Regions from separate parts of the Mus musculus genome. Here region 2 is linked to region 1. The links are chromatin contacts, called in public promoter capture Hi-C maps. All regions are on one chromosome and are shown on one strand. The core of a region is the stretch at or near the end of the contact, and the rest is flanking DNA. Distances in the headings are between cores, read along the strand shown.

Region 1 (3,809 bases), core at 751-3,250:
CGGACATTCTCACACAGACATACTTGGGGGCAGAACACCAATGTAAATAAAATTTAAAACAATTTTTTTAGTAAATGTCTAATTGAGTTCTTATGCTATTTTCTTTTTTGTTTTTTGAGACAGGTTCTCATTATCCAGATCAGACTGGCCTTGAACTCGTAAGATCCAACTGCCTTTGCCTCTGGAGTCCTGAGATTAAAGGCATCCATCACCACACTGGTCTTATTACTCCTTCCTTCCTTCAGCTTATTTGGACTTACCCTTTAGTCTTCACTGTGTTCTCCTCCAATACAAAGTGAAACATAGACAACACCATGGAGCCTAGAGCTTCTACACAGTAAGCAAGTGATCCACTGCCAAATCAAAGCTCCAGCCCTCCTGATCCTCCAAGAAAGCTGGCATCGCAAAGCAGCCTGTGCCACTGATTCTGAAGGTGTGCAGGAACTAAATAAGGGCTTTGTACATGCCAACACATGCCCTACAAGCTTCCAAAACTATGCCTCCGGAAAATTTCTTACTGGAATGAACTATGCTTACTACTAATTTTTTAGCCAAATGATGATACATGAAAAGTGGGAAGATAGCTGGGCAATGGTGGCACACGCCTTTAATCCCAGCACTTGGGAGGCAGAGGCAGGCGGATTTCTGAGTTCGAGACCAGCCTGGTCTACAAAGTGAGTTCCAGGACAGCCAGGGCTACACGGAGAAACCCTGTCTCGAAAAAAAAAAAAAAAAAAAAAAAAGAAAAAGAAAAGAAAAGTGGGAAGACATTAAATACTATACAAATATAGTAATGTTATGTTTGACTTGGCCTACAAATCTAGCACACACAATAAAAATGCTTAAGATAATTTTAATCTAATTTATTATGAAAAGTAAATCACAATGCAAATGGATATAAAATTTCAAAGTAAAAGTCTCTCTTCCCAAGCTTCTCTATTTAGAACACTGAAAAAAAAATTTAGTGATGGAAAAAAAAATCCTTAACACTGGTCAGACAAAATTATAAAAAGTTTTACAAGCTGTTGCCAGGATACACACAAAGAAAACCGTACCTGACACATCATAGTCAAAATAATCATTTTACACGAGAATATAGTTGTCCTTTCCTTTCCGCTTCATATCAAAGTTTCTGAAGGTTCGGATTACACTTTTGAGTTAGGTAGCACCAGACATCCCTCCCCAGTTTTTGTTTTTGTTTTTTAACTTTCCCAAATCCACAGTCATTAAGTGATAAGACTTGTTCTCAAGAATATAAACTACTTAAAACCTAGATAATACGTCGCCTTTGGCCTCAAAAATCAGCGGTAATTAATTAGCATTCAATACCATTCTTTCAATTACATTTCTTTCAATTACATTTCTTTTAATGACAGAGCGAGAGGGGGCGCTAAATAAGGTAGACTAGAAGCAGCTGGAAAAGGTCTTTTACCTAGAGCCCACTGCACATACCATTTTTCGGCAAACTCTGGATCACCTTCACGGCCGCCTCAAATCTGGTTTCATACACTGACGGTGTGTCCGCCATCTCCAGCTGCCAGCGCCGGCCTCGGTCCCAAGGTCTGTCCGCGGTAATCACACAGCAGCAGCAGCACCAGCTTCCCCAAGAGCCTGCATGAAACTGAACACCGAGCGCAGCAGCGGATTAATGACAGGAGCATAGCTGGTCAATTCCCCTTTGCCTGCCCAATCAAGGCCACATCAACTCAGGTGGCCCGGTTCCTTCCTCCTTCGTGGGGCGTGTCTAAGAGTACATCCCAGCCAACAAAAACAGCCAAACAACTCACCGCGAGGAAGAGCATCTCTAGCAGCAGGCCTTGGAGGTTGAGCCGCCCGTGATAGCGGACCCTTTCTCCCACCCGGAAGATGCCGGCCAACCAATCACACCCCCCATTCCTGAGAAGTTCTGCCGTCGGTGGGCAGCCGCCCCACAGCCCCGCCCCAGAGTCACCGGAGGACCCACTAGCCTCCGCCGCCGCGGCCGCCGTGCAGCAAACCCCACCCACCCGCTCCGCCGCGGTGACGTGCACGGGCTGCGCGTTCTCAGAGGAGGGGAAAAGAGGCTGCAAGGCGCTCCGGCTGGGGTTGGTCTGTGGAGAACCCGGTGCTTGTTTATGTTCGGGCTGAGGACAGCAAGCCTGGTGACGCGCTAGGATTCTATGCCAGGTCCTAAAGGTGGCCCCTGGATACCGCTAGTGTTTAAAGAAAAGAAAAACACAAGAGTCGGTGGTCCTCAATGCCTAGCCTCGGGGTTAAACCGGAGAAGGGAGTGAATCATAAAAGTGGCTTCAAAACTTCTTTTGACATTTACTCTCTGTGACCTAGGAGAAGGCACTTGACCTCTTCTGTGGATATACAACACGCTAAAGGGGAGAAAGGGAGGATTAAGGGCAAGGATGGAAGGGCTTAGCCCTGGCCCCCAAGTCTGGGACAGCTTTCACCGTCTGGCCCCAAGGGTGGCCGCGGAGAGAGCAAAGGTGAGCGGTGGCGGCCTGCTGCGCAACACCTCCACTACCCACTCTCCAGGCCCAGGAGACAGGCACAGCCACGTCCAGCTCCGCCGGAGGCTAGGGATGGAGATGGTCGGTGAACAACGTAATGCCCGCGTTGTAGGCACTTAGGAAGCTCCCCGCAGGCGTAGAGTGCCGTGGCCTGGAAATCTCAAGGACGCCCCGCTGGGAACGTCAGTTTTGTCGGTTTAGGATGGGTTGGGAAGATTACTCGTAAAAATCTAGTTGCGAACTATAAGTCACTCTTCCCTTGGAGCCGCGATGTCGGCATTTACCTTGATATAGCCAAATGACTGGCAAGGCCTGTCCGTTTTGTCTCGACGCCTGCCCCGCACCTTGCCCCCGCGGGCTTATGGGAACTGTAGTCCCCCGGCGCTTCCGGACACCTTCCTCTGTAGGCTGGCGTAGTCCCCCTCCGGTTCCGGTTCGGTTTTTCCTTGTAGCCCACCCTTCCTGTGTGTGGCGGAAGTTCCTTTCTTCCGGATTGCGTTTGGGGCGTCTCCGAAGTACTTCTTAAGCTTCGAGCAGAAAGGAATCCTCTGACATAGCTTGTTTATCTGGGTATTGAGAACAGTGTCGTCTGAAGAGTTCTTTCAGGGCTCATGCGGCCTGTATTCAAAAGTACCCCAGAAACAGTTCCGGACTCACTGATCGTTTAATCAAAAAGACCAAAGGCACTGGAGGAACGCAGGCTTCACTAGAGAACCGCTCCCTAGTACTTCACCGCCTTCATATGTGTGATGTTTGGCAAACGTATGATCTGTTTCAAAAGCACTGTAAGGTGTTGATAGATGAGGAAATGATAGTTGACTTGCCCAAGGTCCTAAAATTTAATGATTTAGCAAGCGAGTGTCAGTCAAATCATAAAACCTGCTATGAATATGTGACTTGTCCTAATCATGTAAAAGGGAAACACAAGTTTTCTAACCTTCTCAACATGAGAACGCTTTGTGTGTTTATCTTTGCCTCACCTACTCTTTTCTTGAACTTGGGTGCTTCTCAGTCACTCCTAGTATACTCAGGTATATATATTCTGAAAAAGTGTTGGGTGTTTATTTTTAATACTTGATTTCGACAACTGCTCATTAGACTTATGTAATGAGCTACCCTACTGGTTCTGTAGATCATTAGTTACTAATGACAGACTAATGACAGCATATTTTGCCAGTGATTGCACTGAATTTATTTATTATAATTTGTTGTTGTTGTTTTCAAGACAGGGTTTCTCTGTATAGCCCTGGCTGTCCTGGAACTCACTCTGTAGACCAGGCTGGCCTCGAACTCAGAAATACACCTGCT
Region 2 (3,841 bases), core at 949-3,448, 2.1 Mb before region 1:
GAGGGGCAGGCTAGTGAATATATCCCTGAAGCTGAGTGAAGGGGAAGGAACGGTTTTCTATTATAAGCAACACTATAGACTAGATGAATCATAAAGTGTGTTTATTTTGGCTCAAGAACCTGGTCCAAAGATCAGGATGAATTTAATGATAGTAGCCTTTCTGACAGAGGCCTGAGGCATAGGGTACCTCAGTGATTGGGGGAGAAGGGGACAGAGAGGGATGGGGAAGGGCAGGGAGGGAGGGAATGAAAATGTATGGGTTCTGTTTTCTCTCTTTAAAGCCATGGAATGACAAGGTGACATTTTTACAACCTCATTTGATCATAACCACCAATCTTGAAGGCACAGCACAGTGGATTGAATTTTCAGCCTCCACCACCCTCTAGGTGGCTGGGGGAGACTTCAGCCAATGACACCACAACTAGATCACTGTGGGACCACAGGAGCGCTGCTTAAGTTTCCAGCTGTGTAGAGGTCACAGGTCAAAAAAACACAGGCCTTCAGTTGGGGGAAGTGCTGCTAGATTCTCCTGTATTATTATTATTATATTATTTTCTGTGACAGGGTCTCTGTAGCCCTGGCTGTCCTGGAACTTGGTATGTAAACCAGGCTGTTCTCAGAGTCACAGATCCCCCACCTACTTGTCAGCCTCCCAAGTGCCCGGCTTGCTTGGTTATTTTAAAAGTGGAAGAAACATGTCTGTGGGGTGATGGCAGTGATCCATTAGTAAAAAGCTTATGACACTGGGACTTGAGGTTGTCATATCCAGGCAGCTGCTACTTACACAGCACAGACATTTCAGGAAGGCTCTTGGGGCTGTTTTCATGCACTTAGGATGGTGACTAGGGCTACATGGGGTAGACAGGAAAGGTCTGGGCTGAGAACAGAAGCTGTGAGTGGACTGGATGCCAGGCAGGGTAACTGGGCAGAGGGAAGGACTGCTAGAGGCTGAAGCCTGGGAGAGACAAAAGGTCTGTGTGGCTGGATTCTGCTAGTGTGGGCCAAGTGTGCCTTCAAGGAGCTGTGAAAGGAAAGGGTGTGGTAGGTGAAGGGTCAGGTTTGGGGCTGGTGAGGTTGGATTTTACAGTAGGGTTGGGACCAGGGATTGGGCACTGAGGCTTGTGAACCTTCTGTCTATCAAAGCCTTATCCTTGCAAAAAGTAACTCTGGGGCATGAGTTCCCTGAATGGGTCACTTTATCAGCTCTTTTCCTTATTCCGGAATGGGACTCTGGGCCCTAGAGAGTTCGATAGATCAGCCTCTTGGAAAAGTAGCTGGCCAGCATTGGGTTTACCTAAAGATTATCCTGTCCCTTTCTTGCAGGGCCTGATCCAGGACCCCAGGGCCCAGTATCCTTGGGTCAGGAAATTCTCGACTAGAAAACTAAGGTTTCTAAGAGCCTCTTCCCTCTAGGGCCTGCTCAATCAGCTGTGTGCATTGATATTTTACACGGTCTGTGAAGTGTAGATGGGGGGGGGGTCATGGGTGAGGCTGAGTTGTTTAGATGGCTCTGGAAACACTTATCCTCTCTGGCCACTCTAAACTTTGTGAGAGTTCTGGAAAGTTCAGGATCCCAGGCTGGCCAAGGAAGCAACCAGCTCCCTTTCAGAATGGGAGGAGTCTGAGGCACTTCCCTTCCTGCATAAATGGGCATGGAGGTGGGCAGGGCTGCAGGCAAACAGGTTGCCATGAAAAGTCTAAAGCTTTTCTGTCTCCCAGTTCTTGCTCAAAGAACATTTTTCTATCTGCTCTCCCACTCCACAAGGGCTCTGAGACATAAGGGGTTCTATCCCTAGCGCTAGAACTTTTGTTTCTTGGGTCCTGCCCTATGAGAGGTCCAGGTGAATGGGCAAAGGGGAGGGTGGGCGGTAGAGAAGGGAAAGGAAGGGAAGTACAGAAGAAAAGGGATTAGAGGCACCCCGCTGAGCAAATGACCTGCTTTCTACTAGTTTACTAAGTAGGGTCTTTTGGGTCACTTCCTCAGTTTATCTGGGTCAGGGAAAGGGGTATCCTGGCAGAGGCGATGTCAGTAGAGGGCAGACTGAGCTTTCAGGAGTCCAGGGAACCTATGGGAAGAGCTGCTGGACGGGCTCCTCCCTCTCTGTGCCCTGGATAGGGGTTCTGGGTCAGTCAGCCAGACCTGCCCCCACTGGTGGTTCCGTTCAGCCCAAGCTCCGCCTGCCAGCACCCCTGACTCACTTCCTTTGCATCTAAGCGGAAACCTCCCCAGAGCTTCCCCTGTTCCTGTCCCTGGGGACCTGCAGAAGTTGTTACCCCTTCAAGCCTGAGTTGGGCCAGCCAGACCCTGGCCCACCCACCTCACCGATTGGGTGGAAGACTAGCATTTCCTGCTTCCTGAGTTGCTGGCTCCTGGCCTTGGAAGGGAGTGGCTGAGCTGGAGGAGCCTGCGCAGCTGCAGGTAGGTAGCTGCAGATATGGAGAGCTTCAGGCCAGCCTCCTCAGAGGCAAGGCTTTAATCCTTCCTCGGCTCTTGTTCATTTTTCTGCTCTTGTGTTCTCTGGGAGGATGGTGAGGGACCCCAGATTTGGGCTTGGATGGGAGCTAAGGGTGGGAGTGGGTTGGAAGGCCTAGGTTGTGACTAGGGACAGTGCTAGAATCCATTCTCAAAACCATGAAAGTTTGTCTGCATATTCCACCAACTGTCCTAAGTATGGGGAGAGTCTCAACTCTTAGGGGTACTGAGTCCTCTGGAACAAGGTGCCTACTTGGGACCTGTAAAGCCTTTGACAGTCTGATAGGTGCTGGGTGTGTTTGTGCAGGGTCCAATTTGACCATTCTATAACCCTAATCAGTGACAACGAGCCTTCTGTTTATTCCTCTAAGAGGGAGGTCAACAGTATGATAAATTATACACCTCGCCCCACCCCCGCACTTCCTCACAGCCTAGGCCTTTTCGGAGAGGACCCAAGAGATTTGCATGCGTTGGGGCCCTCCTGCTGAGAGCCGGGCTTCCTGGTTAGTGGAACTAGCGAGGCGGGGCCAGTATTTGGCCGGAAAGTACCTTAAGGAACCCCAAGAGGGTAAGATCGGGGACTCACGAAGTCTTCCCATTTTTCTATTGCAGGGAGGGGAACTACATGCCCAGCATAGGTCCTGAACCATGGACCGCAGCCATCCTAGCCTAGAGCCCCAGGCCAAGGGACCATGTGTGATAGCGCCAGTGCGCGCCGTGCTCCGTCTGCGCCGCCGAGTCTGCGTCCTGCGCAAGAGGCGCCTCTTGCAGCCAGGCACTGAGCCGGACTCTGGGACAGGGACACTTGGGCCCACCGGCAGCTTGGGCACTCTACGTGCCGACCTAGACCAACCTAAATTCTTCACCTTCGACAGCCTGACAGAGCTGACTTCTAGGACACCCCGCAAGAGGCGCAGGCGTAGTCGGGTAGTTCTCTACCCAGAAACCTCACGGAAGTGCCGACCCCGCACAGAGCGGCAGAGTCGTGCACAGCGTTGTCTGCTGCTTCTTGTAGCCATTGTGGGGTTCCAGGTTCTCAACGCCATTGAGAATCTAGACGATAATGCACAACGTTACGACCTCGACGGGCTGGAGAAGGCGCTGCAGCGTTCTGTGTTTGGACAGCCAGCTGCTGTGGGCCGCATCATGGCCCTGCTGCGAGACTACCTGGCTACACATGTGCACAGTCATCCCTTGCTCCTGGCACTGCACGGGCCCAGTGGTGTAGGCAAGAGTCACGTGGGGCGTCTGTTGGCGCGCCACTTTCGCGCAGTGCTGGAAGATGGTGCTTTGGTTCTGCAGTACCATGCACGATATCACTGTCCAGAGCCACGCCCGGTTCAGGACTGCCGGAAGGAGCTGGCACAG

What was found. Promoter capture Hi-C pulls out the DNA fragments that hold promoters and counts their contacts.
Region 2: a contact with region 1 is called in a promoter capture Hi-C map of pre-B cells, with 2.4 times the contacts expected there. The contact joins the promoter of Tor4a here to the promoter of Acbd5 in region 1. A contact is called at or near these places in 2 of 39 promoter capture datasets (neutrophils and pre-B cells).

The regions. Positions count from the first base shown.
Region 1 is chr2:23,067,263-23,071,071 of GRCm38.p6, reverse strand. Acbd5 (acyl-Coenzyme A binding domain containing 5) reads right to left here and starts at 2,000. Exons shown (of 14, transcript NM_001355637.1): 1 at 1,788-2,000; 2 at 1,453-1,621. The coding sequence starts at 1,802.
Region 2 is chr2:25,195,170-25,199,010 of GRCm38.p6, reverse strand. It overlaps Tor4a (torsin family 4, member A), which reads left to right and starts at 2,198. Exons shown (of 2, transcript NM_146115.4): 1 at 2,198-2,419; 2 at 3,086-3,841. The coding sequence starts at 3,122.